Linked DNA regions of Sus scrofa: region 2 is linked to region 1. The links are chromatin contacts, called in public HiChIP or PLAC-seq maps. All regions are on one chromosome and are shown on one strand. Each heading gives the region's core, a stretch centred on a gene start, on an enhancer-like site or on the middle of the called end of the contact. The rest is flanking DNA. Distances are from core to core; before and after follow the strand shown.

What was found. HiChIP or PLAC-seq counts read pairs in DNA pulled down with a chosen protein or histone mark.
Region 2: an H3K27ac HiChIP or PLAC-seq map of skeletal muscle shows a contact between it and region 1. The contact joins two enhancer-like sites. A contact is called at or near these places in 1 of 47 Hi-C or Micro-C datasets (skeletal muscle) and 1 of 2 datasets of contacts at active chromatin or transcription factors (skeletal muscle).

Annotation. Positions count from the first base shown.
Region 1 is chr11:3,506,504-3,512,020 of Sscrofa11.1, forward strand. The region is part of intron 24 of LOC100523747 (phospholipid-transporting ATPase IB); the gene reads left to right. Among named protein-coding and RNA genes, the nearest start is that of NUP58, 280 kb to the left of the region's middle. Within about 2 kb of position 2,323, at least 3 of the 83 cell types and tissues checked have an H3K27ac peak or open chromatin away from gene starts, as enhancers often do. A contact at or near this core is called in skeletal muscle, where this site is marked.
Region 2 is chr11:3,788,088-3,793,604 of Sscrofa11.1, forward strand. LOC100523747 (phospholipid-transporting ATPase IB) reads left to right here. Exons shown (of 37, transcript XM_021065485.1): 37 at 516-5,517. The coding sequence ends at 613. Among named protein-coding and RNA genes, the nearest start is that of SHISA2, 21 kb to the right of the region's middle. Within about 2 kb of position 2,619, at least 4 of the 83 cell types and tissues checked have an H3K27ac peak or open chromatin away from gene starts, as enhancers often do. A contact at or near this core is called in skeletal muscle, where this site is marked.

The DNA of each region.
Region 1 (5,517 bases), core at 1,073-3,572:
TGCCTTATGGCACTCAAGAATTTCTGGGTCAAGATCGAACCCGTGCCACAGCCTTGACGACACCAGATCCTTTAACTGCTAGGCCACCAGGGAACTCCTCCTCTCAGCTCACTTGAAATTATTTGTATTATAGGAAGTCTTTGAAACCTGACACATTTAACAGACGCCCCTTGTCTTGAACCCGTGGTCTGCAGGATGAGCGCGACCCTGAGAGGCTCACTAACCCAAGGTCAACTCAGGAGAAGGCGGTTAGCGCTCAGACTTGAAGGCTGAGTGAGATTTGGTTGAGTTGCTGCTCCTGAAACTCGAGCCAGCCTGGCTTTCAACATCAGCATCTATGAGCCCATTGGAATTTGCAGAACATCAAAGCGGGACGTGGGGAGCCGAGGCAGCTGCTGCTACCAAGACGTCTCAGAAATGCCTTGTGACCCAGCCGAGCTTGGGAAGGGGGTGTCACCTGCCTCCACAGGGTTCAGCGCTGCTGGGATCTGTCGCATCTGAGGCAAGGATCCCACGATCTGCACTTGGGTAGAAACACATGCAGGTTCTAGACACATTTATCTTCCGTGGTTTGTTCATTACACCCAGAGCGATTAACAGTAGAAGCGTCTTTCGGACCCCATCTGCTCATGGGCTGAACAGGTGTGCTTCAGCTGTGCCCAGGGCCCACTGGACGAACCTCTGACCTGTGGATCAGCGGGGAGACAGCCGTTTCCGGAGATCACAGAGCAGCACTGCGTGTGAGGTTTATAGAATCTTACGTAAAAACCCGGAAAGGCAGGGGCAAGCGCTGACCTGACAGATAAGAAGCGTGGGGTTCACCGCACGACGCGTCGAGTCTGGAGAAAAGCGTCTGGCGAGGCTTGGGGACCAGTCTTTTCAGAGTTGCCGCTTGGAGCTTTAAGTCATGTGTGTCTTTAATTGTGAGGGAAACTAACAGTGGAGAACATGTCTGAAAAGCTGGAAATATATTTTTTAATATTCATGCCAAAAGGCAAGTTCTAATTAAGAATTTTGGAAAGTTCCGTATCTTTCAGGGAACAGAACCCCAGCTCCAACTCCCTGTGCCTTTTGGAACAGCCACGTCCATTGCAACGTTCCGTAATTGGTTTTTTATTAAAATGAGAGGCTGCCATATAAATTTTAGCAACGAGGCTAAATAGGCATTAACAGGCCGTGGGATCCAACCACAATTTGTAACATCGTTCCTTTGGGAAAATAGATTCTAAGTGCCCTAACTAACTTACAAATAGACTTTTGAATCATAGTCCATTTGAGAATAAGGAACTGTTTGTGATAGTAATACCTCCGATTGGCTTGCTCCAGAACGGCACAGAAGGGACCTATATTCTGCCACACATGTGTGGTGAGCTGAGCTAGTCTGGGTTTGATCAAAGATTATTGCTGAGTGGGCACTGAAAGCCTAGGAATAAAAACCGAAGCGGAGGCTGGGGACAAGTCAGGGGGGGACGGATGGTTCTGGAGGGTCTAGTTGTCATGGAGAAGTTTTCATCCCAGGGGCACAGGTGGGATGCCAAGCAGGTGCAGTGAAAGATGGAGGAGATGGTTCAGGTGAGGGGGGGTGGTTAGGCGTCCAGGACCTCGAAGGCACAAAGACCAGGATTCATGGGGCGGGAGAGTCCAGAACAGGTCACTTTAAAGGAAAACGGCGTGTAAGCTGTTCCGGGAAGGCTGGACAGCTCACCGGGGGTCACACCGATGCCTGCAGGAGCCAGAAATAATCTCTTCAAGATAGTACCGTGAAGGTTTGGCGTAGACACATGGATGTATTCGTGGAGTCAGCACATTTATTCCGCACCTGCTCCGGGCTCGCACGATCAGAGGCTGGCAAGAGGAGCGTCTGCCTTCATCGAATTTCCAGTTGAGTGTAATTCCAGCCAAATACAGCTCTGAGCCAGAGCAGGCCGGGGTATGATGTGGTGATGTCTGTGATCTGCCTGTAAGGAGGATATTAGGTTTTCATGATTTCATCTCTGTTTGCGTGGGTTGGTATTGGCCACCCGGATTGTATTAGACGACTTAGGGGGCAGGCAGCTTCGAGCAGAGTAGGAACTCCCGGAACCACGTCTGGTCTGGCTGATTGTGATAGGTTTGACTCAACTGCTTAATTGAACCCTTTGTATGTATGAGAAACCGTGTATTTGTTTATGTGCCGAGCAAATGCCGAGGCTGAGAAATGCCCAGGGTTGGAGAAACCGCCCAGGCCATGGAATATAAATCTGGGATTTCTTTGACTGGCGTTGTGTGCTTTAGGGACGGCAGGTGCCGCGTGGCCGCCGTGTTCCCACAGGGTGCCGTTCAGCACAGTCGATGGGTCATTTCTCCCATGGGCAGCACCTTGCCCTGCTCACCACCTCTCTGTGTATTCAAGGCCAGGTCTGCCGTGTTGCATGTTCTGCCACTGCAGTTACCACAGGGCGTAGAAGGCTCGTTCCAGACAGTAAACATGATAGGTGGTGGCATATGCGGGAACTGTGGGTCCCCATGGTGCTGTGGCTGCAGACACGCCATTTGTCTCCGTGCCCGCTATGCCTAGAAGAACGCGCCATCACCAGTGAGCTCGTCGGCTCAGGCTGCTGTAGCAAAAGAGCCATCGACTGTGTGGCGTAAACCACAGGAATGTACTCCTGGTCAGGAAGCCTAGAAGCCCAGGATGGAGATGCTGGCCGATCCAGGGTCTAATGACGGCACTCTTGCTGGTTTGTTCCTGCTGTGTCCTCGTGTGGCCAGAGGGCAGATTAGGGTTGAGGGGGGAGGGAAGAAGGGAGAAAAAGCTCTCCAGTCTCTTCCTGTACCTCCTACAACGGCACTCATCTTGTTGCAAGGGCTCCACCCTTGTGACCTAATGACCCCCAGAGGCCCCATCTCCGGAGTCCTTGGGGATTGGGGTTTTGACATGTGACGTTGGAGGGACATGAGCATTCAGTCCGTAGCACCTTTTTTGGTCCACCTTGAAATTGTTTCAGCTTAGTATCACCCACGTTCCCAGGCCCCGCGGGCTGTATGCCGTGGGAAAGGCTTGCAGGAAGCACAGCCACGCGAGCTACCCTGTCCCCCCAGGAGCTGTTAGAGCTCCAGCTCCCTTTCAGGTCCTCCTTACATGTTTGTTGAGGGGGAGGCGAGGTGGAGATTGCATGTGTCTTGATGTAAGAGATTTGTCCACGGGTCCCGGCCTGGGTTCTCATCTGGTCTAAGACTCCCTGTCTTGACCAGGGAGGTTCTTTTGCTGCTCAGATTTGCACAGCCAATAATGAAGATTTGTCCGATGGCCAAAGAATGGAGAAGAGGGAGCTTCGTTGGCACATCAACTTCTCAACCCAGTTGGGGCGGGGACACCGTCTTTATCGGTGGTTGGGAGTAAAAGGGAGGGATTTGGGAAGAGTGGGAGGAATGTTTGTGACTTATCTGGGCGCAGGGCTGAGCTTGTCACCAGAACCGATGCAGCTGCCCTTTCTAGTCCTTGTGTGGGCTCGGCTGGCTGTTGTCATGGCAGTTGTCAGCTGTCAGGGTGCTGGTGGGCGTGTCATTTAGTATGCTGATGTCTTACAGCGAGCAAATAAGAGGCTCCAAGGCTAGTGAAACCTATTCCACCATTTCGACTTAAAAAAAAAAAAAAAGTGCAACCTAAAAGTTGAGAAATATTTTATTTGGTGGACTTTCTGAGGACTTGAGCCCAGGAAGCAGCTCCTCAGACGGCTCTGAGAGGCTGCTCCAAAGAGGTTGGGGGGAGCCAGGACATATAGGAGTTTCTGCAAGAAAAACCAGGTGGTTGGAACATCAAAAGATCACCATTCATTAAAGAACACCAGACACCACAAGTGAATGACTTGAGCAGTTTTCTGTGTATGAGAAGAGGCAAAGAGTCTGGGCTCCTTGAAATCATCCCTTGGCTGTGCACCTCAGCGCTCTAAGGCCGGTGTCCTGCTTGTGTGCATCCTGAGTCCCCTCAGGGTACACAGGTGGCGGGGTGGCTGCCCTGACTGATGGCTTGATGGCCACCACATGCTTTATTTACTGATAAGCAGACGACATTTTGGGGCCACACCATCTTGGGCCTAGTTGGCTCTAACCAGTTCTTGTTTTTCTCTCTGCAGCTTCCTCCTGAAATTTAGATATGAACAGTTGGTTTCCGCTCGAGGGAGGGGCGGGATGGGATTCTGCGGCAACAGCCTCGGTGACGTCAGGAACCTAGTTTTCTCGGCAAGCTGCTGCCCTTCGTTGTCCCTGTGCTCAGGTTTCTTCCGGTGGCACCCCTCCGCCACCATGCCTGAGCCCCTCACACCCATCCATGGTCAGCTGCCAGTAGTTGGGAAGCAGGGCCATCCATGTCCCGTCCGTCACACGCATGCTCCGGAAAGAAGCCCAAGTGGGGAAGGCCCCCTTCCTAGGATGATGTCCGTGCGTCTCCACTTGGGTTTTGCCACCTTAAAGGAAAGCCACGGGCAAGGTCTGCACATCTCAGAATGTGCAGGGTTAGTGCCTTCAGCCTTCGCCTCCATCAGTCCAGGGGGGGCCAGTGGAGTGAAGGACTCTGGGCTAGACTGTGTCACCACCACGGCCCCCGCTCGCTGTCTCTGGACCAAATCTGCAAACCCTGCCTCATCACTTTGCTGAGAGGTTTCCCAGGAGGGTTTTCTGTCCACTGTGCGTGGACACTGCCAGGCACACCCTCTGGAGCTGGCCAGACCCGGCTGTGTTCCCTGGTGACAGCGCCCCTGGTGACACTGGGGCTTCCTAGGTGGGTGGGATTTTCTTCTCTACCCAGATTCTAAGGAGCTGTTTACACAGGTAAAGTAAACAGATGTTTTGTTTGAGATTCAGGATTACGCAACTTGTCCTGGTGACCAAGAGTAAGAAGTATGAAGTGTCTTTTATTTTGACTTTTATTCAAAGGCAATTTACCTTTTGTGCTTAGACTGTTAGTCTGGCAGCTCTTCTGTTGTTACATGGACAAAGGAGGCGTTGTCGCTGATGGCACTTGTTCAGGGCCTGAAGTGGCAAGGATGTGTGTTTTCCGGGTTGTAGGAAGCACTTAAAGAATAAATAGCAGTGAGACGAGGAATGCATTTTACTGGTTGCTCATTATGTGCCAAGCATGTTACACTGAGTAGCTCATTCTTCATAACAAAACTGCTGTATGAAGGAGCTCCTGCTGAGGTGCAATGGGATTGGCAGTGTCTTGGGAGCAGTGGGACCCAGGTTCGATCCCTGGCCCAGGGTAGTGGGTGAAGGATCCGGCATTGCCACAGGTGTGGCCTCGGTGGTGACTGAGGCTCAGATCTGATCCCTGGCCTGGGAACTCCATATGCCTCAGGTGGCCAAAAAACCAACCAACTAACCAACCAACCAAACAAAAACACCAACCAAAAAACCCCTGGTGTTTAAAGAGGTTTTGTATCTTGCCCAAGGTCACAGAGGTAATTGGTGGAGAGTTGACCCCCAGGCCACCTGACCACAGAGGCACTGCCTGAGATGCATCTTTCTGGTAATTGTCAG
Region 2 (5,517 bases), core at 1,369-3,868, 280 kb after region 1:
TTTTAATGTGGCCAATGGGGAAATCCCTCTTGACTTCATCTTGGGATCTTTCTCTTTGTTCACGCACGACTAAAGCCCCTGTAGTCTGTCACTAGTCCCGGTCCGTCCCGTTTAAACTGGACTGTTCCCAGGACAGGGCGCCCCTCACCAGCCTTTCCTGTAGCCTGTGTTTGCCTGGCATGTCTGCAGTGTCATACGTCACGCCCTGACCTGCCGCTTTGAGGGGCATCCCCAGTGCAGAGCAACTTGCCTTTGCCCTGATTGGTGGTGGCAAAGTGGGGCCTGCGGGTCAGCGACCCCCTGTCTGTGCCTCACAGGCTGGAAGCAGCGCCGGCCGCCCCCGGGCCCTGCCCGGCGCATCGCATCGTCAGCACGGCGCTGCCCTAGCTCTGCCCACTCGGCGGGGTCTGGGCCCTGGACCCCCTCCCAGGCCAGGAGGCCGGAGTGCAGACACTCGGCTGCTTCTACACCCCGCGTGCCCTCCCCCTAACCAGGCCCCTGTGCTCCTCTTCCAGACGGGTACGCCTTCTCCCAGGAGGAGCACGGAGCCGTCACCCAGGAGGCCATCGTCCGCGCCTACGACACCACCAAGCGCAAGTCCAGGAAGAAGTGAGACGCGGCGCCCGGGGTCCTGAATGCGAGGCAGTTTGGTTACCCCGCCTTTGTCAGAGGAGCCCGGTGTCTGCAGCCCAAGCACCGGAAAACACATCCCGAGGCCGTAGCCCCCCCCTCTGTTGGTCATCTGCTCCCTCGCCAGCCTGGACGCGCCCCGCAGGGGAGGCCCTGTCCCATCCGCGCTGCCGCCGCGCTTGGCCCGACCCTGGTTTCTGTTGTTACGAAGCGTTCGACTGTGCTCTGCGAGGCGTGAAATTAAAAACACGCCGTTTCACCCACATTTAAACATCAGTCCCCGTGGTTCTGGGAGAAAGAGAAGAGTTTTATGGCGCGTGAGAAACGCAGCCCGGGGACCGGAGCGGGGCGCGCAGGCTTCCTGGTTGCTGATCACAGATGGGAGTCCGCGGGCAGCACGCACACGGCCCGCGAGGCGGGCTGCTGGTTCGCTTTGATTCCCGCTTTGTTTGTATGAATTGGCATAAACTTGATTGCAGTGAAATCACAAAAATAGGTATCTGGGTGGTAGGCCTGAGAACGATTCTGTGAACCGCTCAGTCACATTCCCTGCTTGGGGGGGGCACATGGTGTCCCCACTGTCCCCTGCACCCTGCGCCCTGGTCAGGTGCCTCCTGGCCCGGCGCCCCGCCCTCAGACCCCCCCCCACACACAGGCCGGCCCTGCGCTTGGTGCGTGGCAGCTGCGGGGACCCCCCAGACGCACACCCTCCTCCTCCTCCTTCTGCAGCCCCCAGAGGGACACGGACGCGAGAAATCCCCTCGCCTCTGCCTGGAGCCGCATGGCCCTCCTGCGTCTCTGTCCCTTTCTGACAAGGGAAGCCTGCACGTCAGGCTCGCATTTCTGGCCCCCAGGCCCTGGGACCTGGGCTCCCGCTTCAATTAGAACCCAGGCTTGTTGGCCCAGGAGCTGAGCACACGTTTCGGATCCGGAGTGAATCTGCAGCATGTCTCCCCACGAAGGCACAGCCCTGACCCTGTGTCCCCCTGGGATGTGAGGAGGAGTGACCAGGTGGGTGGCGAGGGCCCGAGGGCGGGGAGGGGACACGGGCGAGGAAGCTGGAGCCACAGCCGCAAAGGAGGGCGCTTTCCCGCACACCTCCCCGCAGAAACCTTCGAGTCAAACCGGACGCCCAGACAGCCTCGCCCTCAGCCCACGGCGACCTTGGACGCGCGGTTCCCCGGGAACAGAGCGCCACGCTCTTGGAGGCCACGGCCTCTCTGACCTTGACCGGTGTTCCCTCCTCCCCCGTCAGCGCTGGAGGCCGGCGGCTCTCCGGACACAGGGGCCCTGAATCCAAGACGGCGACGGGGGCGCTGCCTCGCCGACTCCCCAGGGCGGAGCCCCGCGGTCCAAGCTCGAGGGAACGCGGCTGCCTGCCGGCGGGAGGGCAGCACCTGCCGCAGGCCCTCTGCTCCCGCTGCGGTCGCCACCCCCGATTCTTGGCCGCTTGAACGCACGTGCTTCTGGGCAGCCGTGGCCGGCTCCCACCGCCCATTTCCTCCGGGGAGGGCCCGGCTGTACGAAGAAGGAAAACAGCAGGCCTTCGGCGTCCTCCCGACCCCGCTGCCCCTGGGAACACCCGCGTCTTCCGGGGCGTGGGGATGACTTGGGGCGTGATGTGCGCTGCCTGAGGACAGGAACCCCTCACTCCCGAGGTCACCCGGACCCAGGGAGGCTCCGGGGCCCACAGACCAAGGCAGGGAAGTGCAGGGCCCCCCTCCCCGAGCTGTAGGACACGTGAGACACCGGAGCACCCGCAGGATGAGTGGTCGGGGGTGAGGGTCATGCAGCCGTCACAGCGACACGTGCTCCTGCGGTCAACCCAGCGAAGCCGGGCGGGGTCTTCCCCGCACCCGCGGAAGGGTGCCGGCCTAGGTGCAGAGCGGCCGCGGGGAAAGCTCCACACTGAGCTCCGTTGGGCACCCTCACCACTTGGCTTCCCCCGGGAACCAAGCCCAGCTGGAGAAGGGGCTCCAAAGTCAGTCCTCCGTCCCACACTTGGCTCCTTGCACGGGAAGCCTCCAGGCTCAGATGTGTGAATCCCAGCGTGTGTGTGCGCACGCGCGCCTGCTTGGGGCTTTGGGGGGTTTATTTTACACATTCAAATGTAGTTCGGATCCTTCAGAGGTTGCAGTGTAGTTCCCAGTTCTTTTGAGAAGGAGACTAAACAGACTTTGCCGCCGGGAGAGGTGCGCAGAGAAGAGCGCGTTCCTCGGATGCCTTTCTCCTCGCCTGGATCAAGCGCGTTCATAGCCACGTGACTAAGGTTTCTAGCAGGAGCACCTGTCACTCCGTGTGACGCCTGATATGTAGCTGGGGCTGTCTCGGTTGTCCTATCTTTAAATTGAGGTCAGGGTGTCACACACAAGCCCTCTCGGGGGAGCAGGGTGGACAGGATTGAGTTGCACTCTGTCAGCTCCGTGGAGATGCCACATGGCACTTGTCACTCAGTCACACGGTGACACAGGGGCTGGCAGGTCGGCCCTGCGGGGCCCGGCTCCGCATTGGGCTCAAGAGAAAGATTCCACTCAGGCCCAGCCCTGGGCTAGTGCTGCAGAGACGGCCGACTCTCGCTGGAGTGTGTCGCCGTCAGGCTGACCCTGCAGAAGAGTTGCCTCTCGGCGCTCCCGGCCGTGAGCCCGTCGGGCTCCAGCACAGGCAGGAGGCTTCAGCAAGGACAGGGAACGGAAGGCAGGGAGAGGAAGTCGGCCACGTCTGCTGGGCTCTCTGGGTCAGCATGTCATTGCCATTCCGGACACTGTGTCATCATTCTGGGTGTCGGTGAAATGTCTGGCCCATCTGTAGGCGGAACATCCCAGGCTTCTGAACCAGTGTCACAGTCTCCCATCTCCCGACTCCCTCGCACAACCTGTGCTTTGGAAAAAGACAGTCTCTCTAACACTTGGAGTCTGGGCTTCAGCAGATCACAGGTGGGAATTCTGGCCTTTTCTTTTTGCTGACAAGGCTTCAGGTCTGGCTGCAGGGAGCTGGCAGTGGCAATCTATGATTGCTTGTCAAGAAAAAGTGAATAAGGAAAACAAAGGGAGCATAATTAACGTCTGAAACGCTATGGACAGGTGGTAGAGACTTTACGGTTGAGGCTGCTTTGGGTTTTTTGGGTTTTTTTTGTAAGAAACTCTATAATTTCCATTTGTCATAACAATGACCCTTCATCTTTTTTTTGAGCCACGTGGAAGCATATTTTCCATCCGATTCCTGCTCCTAGAGATTGATGTCTTAAGGTGACGGGTTGAAGAGAATGTTTGCAAACACTGCTGCAGGATATGGCTGTCTTTAGTTTTGGACAAGCCAAAGAACGACACCCATGGCAGCCAGGGTTTGAATGAACGCTGAAGGTCATTGTCTCAAAGGAATTCAAGGACTGGTTTAGCCTCAGCATTCAGAACGCAGCCTTGGACCTACTGGGATCCATACAAAATTGTGACCCAACTGTGGTGCAGCAGAGCCTGAAATAATAGCGTGCGTGGCGAAGCAGTGAGTTTATCACAGGTCAGGCTAGAGGAGGGAGTCTCCCATTCAATGCTTTCTTCAGGCAGATGCTTCCGTGAGAAAACCGAAGAGTGATGGAGACGGAGGAAATAAGGCGTCCCCTCCAGAACAAGAGGGGCGTCGCGGAGCGGCTGGCCCAGGGCAGTTCTTGGTCCTGGAAGCCTGGGGGAGGCCCTGCAGCCTCAGGCGAGCCATCTCTCCCCCTTGAAGAGCCATATGCCACGTCAGGGCCCCCGAACCCGTGCGACGGCACACGAATCCGTCTTCCCAGCAGGAACACAGGCTCGTGCATTAGCTTTCTCAGCATCGCAAACCCACCAGCCTCTTGCGCAAGAGCTTCCGTTCACGCCAGGCCCCCACTCGTGCTCCGTGCGAAGCGCTCTCGGTTTGCTGGTCTGAACGAGTTGCGACGGGGACCTTTTCCGTGGGAAGAAAGGCCCTGCGCACACAAGGCCCTGAGTGGGAACAGCGAAGGGGGGAGCACCCCCGTTTCCCCACCCCAAGCGGCCCCCACGGCTGCTCCTCCACCGAGCACCTCTGCTCCCCGGACGGACAGGGAACAAAAGAGCGATTCTTCCCACACCCAGGCCGGCTCGTTTTCAAGCGACTGTCTCTCCCCCCAGGCGCCTCAGAGACACCCACTCCCAGGCATTGGACCAAGAAAAACAAGCCCCTGCCATCCGCCCCCTACACCCTGGCTTTTCTCCTGATCTGGCCAAAAAAAGAAAGGGGACCTGTGCGTGGAGAGTCGGGCACAAGTGTCAGGTGGCTTTGATTTATGACAGGAAGAGGAAGGAGGAGTTCAAGGACCGGCGCTGTCCAAATAACCCGCCCAGGAAACGCAGGGCTCAAGAGAGCCCATCGAGTGCCCTTCAGAGGCCAGCGCCGTAGTGGAGGGCAAAGGGCCAGGGGCAGGCAGGAGCCCAGTCCCACGGGACTGCTGGCAGGTGAGTCCTTGAGGTCCTTGGGGCTTGGCACACACCTCCGCAAAGCAGTCAGGGCCAATTCCAGAACTGAGAAAAAGACGCCTGCTTTGTCATTGAGTTTCTCTCGTTCCAACAAGATCCCTGCACAAGGAAATACTTTTCCAGGTTTTCCTTAATAAAAGCCACCCAAGTCCTATTCCCCCCCACCCATGACCCTGACCTCGGGTGCTGGGCAGAGAGCCCCCCAGCTCCCCATCCAGGCCACCTCGGCAGCCGGTCACCCTCGTGCTGTTCGAAGGGCCGGTCCTGGTGGTATCTTTCTCACGCGGGCGCAGCCACGTGCTCTGCTGTCACATCTGTGCCCGATCGCGACAATACCATCTGCGCCACGGAGGTTTTAATCTGCTTATGCAGAGAGGAGCGGGCGGCGGGGCGCGTTTAATTGGCT